Linked DNA regions of Mus musculus: region 2 is linked to region 1. Evidence: chromatin contacts called from public HiChIP or PLAC-seq data. All regions are on one chromosome and are shown on one strand. Each heading gives the region's core, a stretch centred on a gene start, on an enhancer-like site or on the middle of the called end of the contact. The rest is flanking DNA. Distances are from core to core; before and after follow the strand shown. Region 1 holds the start of Adrb1 (adrenergic receptor, beta 1). Region 2 overlaps Plekhs1 (pleckstrin homology domain containing, family S member 1).

Evidence for each region. HiChIP or PLAC-seq counts read pairs in DNA pulled down with a chosen protein or histone mark.
Region 2: a contact with region 1 is called in a FOXA1 HiChIP or PLAC-seq map of pancreatic cancer cells. The contact joins the enhancer-like site here to the promoter of Adrb1 in region 1. A contact is called at or near these places in 3 of 39 promoter capture datasets (the C10 cell line and liver), 1 of 484 Hi-C or Micro-C datasets (nephron progenitors), 6 of 115 datasets of contacts at active chromatin or transcription factors (SST interneurons, VIP interneurons, embryonic midbrain and 3 more) and 2 of 9 other capture datasets (adipose tissue and liver).

Annotation. Positions count from the first base shown.
Region 1 is chr19:56,720,779-56,723,409 of GRCm38.p6, reverse strand. It overlaps Adrb1 (adrenergic receptor, beta 1), which reads right to left and starts at 1,293. Exons shown (of 1, transcript NM_007419.3): 1 at 1-1,293. The coding sequence starts at 1,038.
Region 2 is chr19:56,486,238-56,488,868 of GRCm38.p6, reverse strand. It overlaps Plekhs1 (pleckstrin homology domain containing, family S member 1), which reads right to left. Exons shown (of 13, transcript NM_001164263.1): 13 at 2,140-2,631. Among named protein-coding and RNA genes, the nearest start is that of Plekhs1, 26 kb to the right of the region's middle. Within about 2 kb of position 1,313, at least 24 of the 459 cell types and tissues checked have an H3K27ac peak or open chromatin away from gene starts, as enhancers often do. A contact at or near this core is called in pancreatic cancer cells, where this site is marked.

The DNA of each region.
Region 1 (2,631 bases), core at 44-2,543:
GCGATCCGGCACCAGGTCGCGGTGGAAAGCCTTCACCACGTTGGCCAGGAAGAAGGGCAGCCAGCAGAGCGTGAACACACCCATGATGATGCCCAGTGTCTTGAGCGCCTTCTGCTCGCGCAGAGCCACGAGGCGCGACGGCCGCCGCTTGCTGGAGCGCCCGTTGGCCAGCGAGTCTGCGGGGCGCGGTGGCCCAGGTGACGGCGAGGGCTCAGGCGAGGGCGGCCGGGCTGGGCCGCCGAGGAAGCGGCGCTCGCAGCTGTCGATCTTCTTTACCTGTTTTTGGGCCTCGCGGAACACCCGCAGGTACACGAAGGCCATGATGCACAGGGGCACGTAGAAGGAGACGACGGACGAGGCGATGGCGTAGGCCCTGTTGGTGACGAAATCGCAGCACTTGGGGTCGTTGTAGCAGCGGCGCGCTTCGTCGCTCTCGGCCCGCCACCAGTGCATGAGGATGGGCAGGAAGGACACCAACGCCGAGATGGCCCACACTGTGCACACGAGGGCCCGCGCTCGCGCGCGCGTCAGCAAACTCTGGTAGCGAAAGGGCGACGTGATGGCGAGGTAGCGGTCCAGGGCGATGACACACAGGGTCTCAATGCTGGCCGTCACACACAGCACATCTACCGAAGTCCAGAGCTCGCAGAAGAAGGAGCCGTACTCCCAGCGGCCCCACACCACGATGGTGGCCCCGAAAGGCACCACCAGCAATCCCATGACCAGATCAGCGCTGGCCAGGGACATGATGAAGAGGTTGGTGAGCGTCTGCAGCCGCGGGGTCTTGGCGATGGCCACGATCACCAGCACGTTACCCACCACGATGAGCAGAACGATGAGCGCCAGCAGTAGGCCCATACCCGCGGTCCACTGCTGCGACAGCGGCGCTGAGCCCTCGCTGGCTGGAGGCAGCAGCGAGGCGGGAGGCGACGCGAGCACCAGCAGCCGCGCCGCGGTGGCCGCACCGTCGGGCAGCGGCGCGGCGGACGACAGGTTGCAGGGTTCGGAGGCGCCCAGGGCGAGCGCCCCCGCGCCCATGCCGAGCTGCGGAGGCCGGGGGCGGGGGGTGTGGCGGGGCTGGGCCGCGCCTGGGGAGCACCCCAGGAGCCGGGGCTGCGGGGCCCGCGCGGGGAGGTCGCGGCCAGGTCAGGGCAGCCGCGGCTCGGGGCCGGAGGCATGGACGCCGGGCGCCTTCTCCTCCGTAGCCGAGCGCTGTCTCCGCCGCCGCCGCCGCCGCTGCTGCTGGAGCCGCTGTCGCTGCTGGAAGAGCCGCCGGGACCTCAGCATGTTTCTGAGCGCGCGGGGCCGGCGGCTCCAACACCCAGCACCTCCCCCCCCCCCTTCGCTGCCACCCCCCCAGCCAGCCCCCGGGGCCGCGCGTCAGGCTCCCGCAGCCAATCGCCGCCAAGGCACGCCCCCGACAATGGTGCCCCCACCCCCAACACCCAGCACCCCCTCCTACCCGCGATTGAAAGGCTCCAAAGATTGCGGGCGGACTACGCAGCCAGCACCCACGGGCTGCAGCGAGCGCGCCCTTTCCTGCTCAGGCTTCTTCCAGAGTCTAGTCTGCGGCGCCCCCTGCGGCGCCCCGCCGCCTCCTGTGCCCCCCGCCAACCAGTAGTCTCCGTTAACCTTAGCACCCAGCTCTCCTTTTGCCGCTCCCGCAAGAGCGCCCTTATTTCCCTTCGGCACCCCGTAGTTCCCTCGCCTCTAGTGCCCGGTTCCTGGTAGCTATAAGAGAACCTTACAGGCGTCTCGGAGACGCAGGAGTGCCTTGGACAGCCTATCTGCTGGGATTGGAGGAATTTAGCTGTGAGACTGGGGTTCTGCCATCAGGCAGCCTGGCTCTTCCCTGATCGCGAGGGGACCTGGCCAGCATGACAGCTTGGGGGAATAGGAAGTGGGTGTTAGTGATTAGAGGAAACTTTGCAGCCAGGCGGGTTGCTGGAGCAGGGTACGCATCTGTCAGAAAGGCTCTCTGGGCGCTGTTCTCGCGCGGAGCTGTGCTCTCTCCTTCAAGTGCAGTAGATGGGGAAAGGAAGGGAAGGTTTGTGGATGTAACTGCCAACACCGAGGACCAGTCGGATACACACACAGGCCCCAGTCCCAGCTAAAGAAAAGGATGAAAGAGTTCTGAATATAAAGGAGAAGTTTAGGGCAACATTCAGTCCAGGGTAAATGACGTCGCCCCACCCCCACGCCCCTCGTGGAAAGAACACGGAGAATGACGCTTCAGACTTTTTGACTCCAGTACCAACACCTTAACATCCGCATCTGTGCTCCGTTACCCATGGGATTTTGCAATCTGAGCTGAGCCAACACAAGGTGCTATCCCTTTTGGGTTGACGTCATGAACTGGGATTTCAGATTTCTTGGGAGGGTGGCTAGATTCTCAAAACTGTGGGATTAGCTTTGGGAAGATGAGGGAAGAAAATATATACATACTCAAGGCGATTAAATCTGAAAGCATTTAAAGTCATACCACATTTCCTCGCTTCACATTGTCGAGAGAATCCGAAACTAGAGTCTTTGGCTTCATTCCTGATGCGAACAGAGGATGGGACCTCGGGCTGAGGTCCTCTGATCTACCCCTGGGAATGCCTCTACCTCAGGCCGTAAAAAGGAAATCTG
Region 2 (2,631 bases), core at 64-2,563, 230 kb after region 1:
GTACTTGGCCCTGCACACACTCTCTCTGTGCTTACATGTACTTGGCCCTGCACACTCTCTCTCTATGATTACATGTACTTGGCTCTGCACTCTCTCTCTGTGATTACATGTACTTGGCCCTGCACTCTCTCTCTGTGATTACATGTACTTGGCCCTGCACACACTCTCTCTGTGCTTACATGTACTTGGCCCTGCACATTCACTCTCTCTCTTGCTAGATGTTCTGTGGGATTCATTTTGATTGGTTTGCGTCCTCAGCCGGGAGAACCAAATGGAAAGCTTCAGATACCCTGAGGGGTGTTCTGGAGACCCAAGGCACCTCGTAGGATGTGGAGAAGTGGTACTCCAACATCCCACTGAAAGGCCGTGAAGTGGGAAAGGTATGGGTTGAGGAACTGTGGGTCCAGCACGGAGCTTGGATGAGGAGTTACATTACAGTAAGTCTTTCCATATTTCTGAGCTCTGGCTTCTTCCGCAACCAGATTAAAGAGCCACATCCAACTCCTCAGGCTTGTTCTAGTTTCCTTTCTGTTTCTCTGATAAAACACTTTGACCAACAGCTATTTAGGGGAGCAAATGGTTTACTTTAGCATGAGATCACAGTCCATCATTGATGAAAGTCTGGGCAGAAAGTTAAAGCAGAAACCATGGAAGAACTGCTGCTTGCTGGCTCACTCACAAGCTCATATTTTCTTACACAGTCCAGGATCACCTGCCTAGGGGATGGTGCTGCCCACAGTAGGCAGGGACTCCCACACCAATGAACAATTAAGATAATCCCTAAGGACATACCTACAAACCAGTCTAGTCCCTTGAGACTCTGTTCTCAAGTGACTCTAACCTATGTCAAGTTGACAGTTAAAGCTAACTAGGAAAAGGCCAAAGATGAAACAGCCAAGCATGACTCCAAGCCATTCTAATTTTCTCCTTGCTGTTTAAGTAGAGAGGGCCATCTTTCCTAGGGACAACTGAACCAGGCTCTTTGCAGCATCAGCCATGGTCATCCACTTGGAATGGGGTCAATACGGACATCAGTGAAAAAAGGTTACAGATGGAGTTTTGACTGTGCATCTGTCCATGGGTAGCAGAAGGAATGGGAATGGTGCAGTTCACTTTGATGAAATTGTATAACACAAGACACAACCTTTGCCAAGACTGGCCTGATGGCTTTTCCAGCCACCTCTCAGTAGGCTCTTGGGTTGTACTCTTATCTCAATGACAGATAAAGACAAACATCTCCATTCCTAGGTCTGGAGTTGTCCTGCTGTAACCACAGCAAAGAACTGCCATTGAGCCACAGGGTGTGTAGCTGCTTCCAGCTCTAGGAAAGGCGTGGCACAGAGGAAGTGAGATCAGACAGACTCTGAGGAACAGCACAGAGAATGGTGAAATGGTGGGCTTCTCCTGTCCATCTCAGTCACCAGCAACACATACCTAAGCCCAGTCAAGAAGGTTCCGTCCTCCAGGAGAGGTTGTGTTGCTCTCCACAGAGGAGGAAGCAAGGGGAGAAACAGAGCTGTTTTCCTCAGGCCCCGCTCTCTGTTGGAGGTGGGTGGAGCGATGATCATTTGCTTCCTTCAGCATTGCTGAAAACTAACTTGGTCCTCTTCAAGGAGCACAAGTTCTCCACTGAGCCCCTGGGATGATTCGACCAAGGAACTGTGTTCCTTGGTCAAATCCCTCAGGAGTGCATTAGGATACAGATTCCAGACGCCTACACCAGAGCTGCCATATTGGAATTTTGGGTTGGAAGTTTGCCCAGCAATTTTGTTTTGATAAGCAGACATTTTGAATAGGAGAAGCACCCAGAGCGTGGTCCTGACATCAAGACCTCCCCCTTCTCATTCTGTGGCAGGAGGGAGGGTCTCGGCTTGAGGGAGGGTGGCAGGCTGATCACGTGCTGGGAAGGACCTACAGTCATGTTTATCTGTCTCAACGATGCTGTGAGTGGGTGGATAGTCAACTCTAGGTCCTTAGATTCCTCCTTGCCTCCCTGAAGGCACATAGAGAGCAGGGGATACGTGGATTTCAGAGTCCATGAATCCACGTCCACAGCTGGATTCCAGCAGTTTTGCCTTGATGGTTATTTATTTATTAATTTCCTCACCAAAGTGGCTTGATTTCTTATTTATGAGATTTGAAACAGTTGTACATGGCACTTTATTTATTTCCATGGTTTATGTACACATGCACATTTCACACTGGCAATAATCTAGATAACAGAACACGTACTGAATGTCTCCTCTGCGAGCCAAAGGTCTTTACTAAGCTAAACCCACACACAAGGCAAAGGCCAGGGAAATGTTCTTTCTAAAGCTGATACCAGATTTGTGGTTCTGTTCCCCGAACCGCTCAGAACTCAAGAGTCATGAAGATCGAGTATCACTATCTTCCAAAGCCTTCATTTCTTCCCCCTGAAAGGACAGCCTGCTAAGATGCATTTTCTAAATCCCCCTTCGCACCAACAGTCCCCAAGCTGATTAGTGTTCAGCTCACTGCCTCTCTCTCATTCCTGATTACTGAAAGGCCTTTGATTCTTTTGGCTTTGCAGAATTGATTTGGCAATAAACCAATCAATTAAGAGTGTCCAAACATAGTTTCCTATTTATTTTTAGAGCAAGCACATCTTGG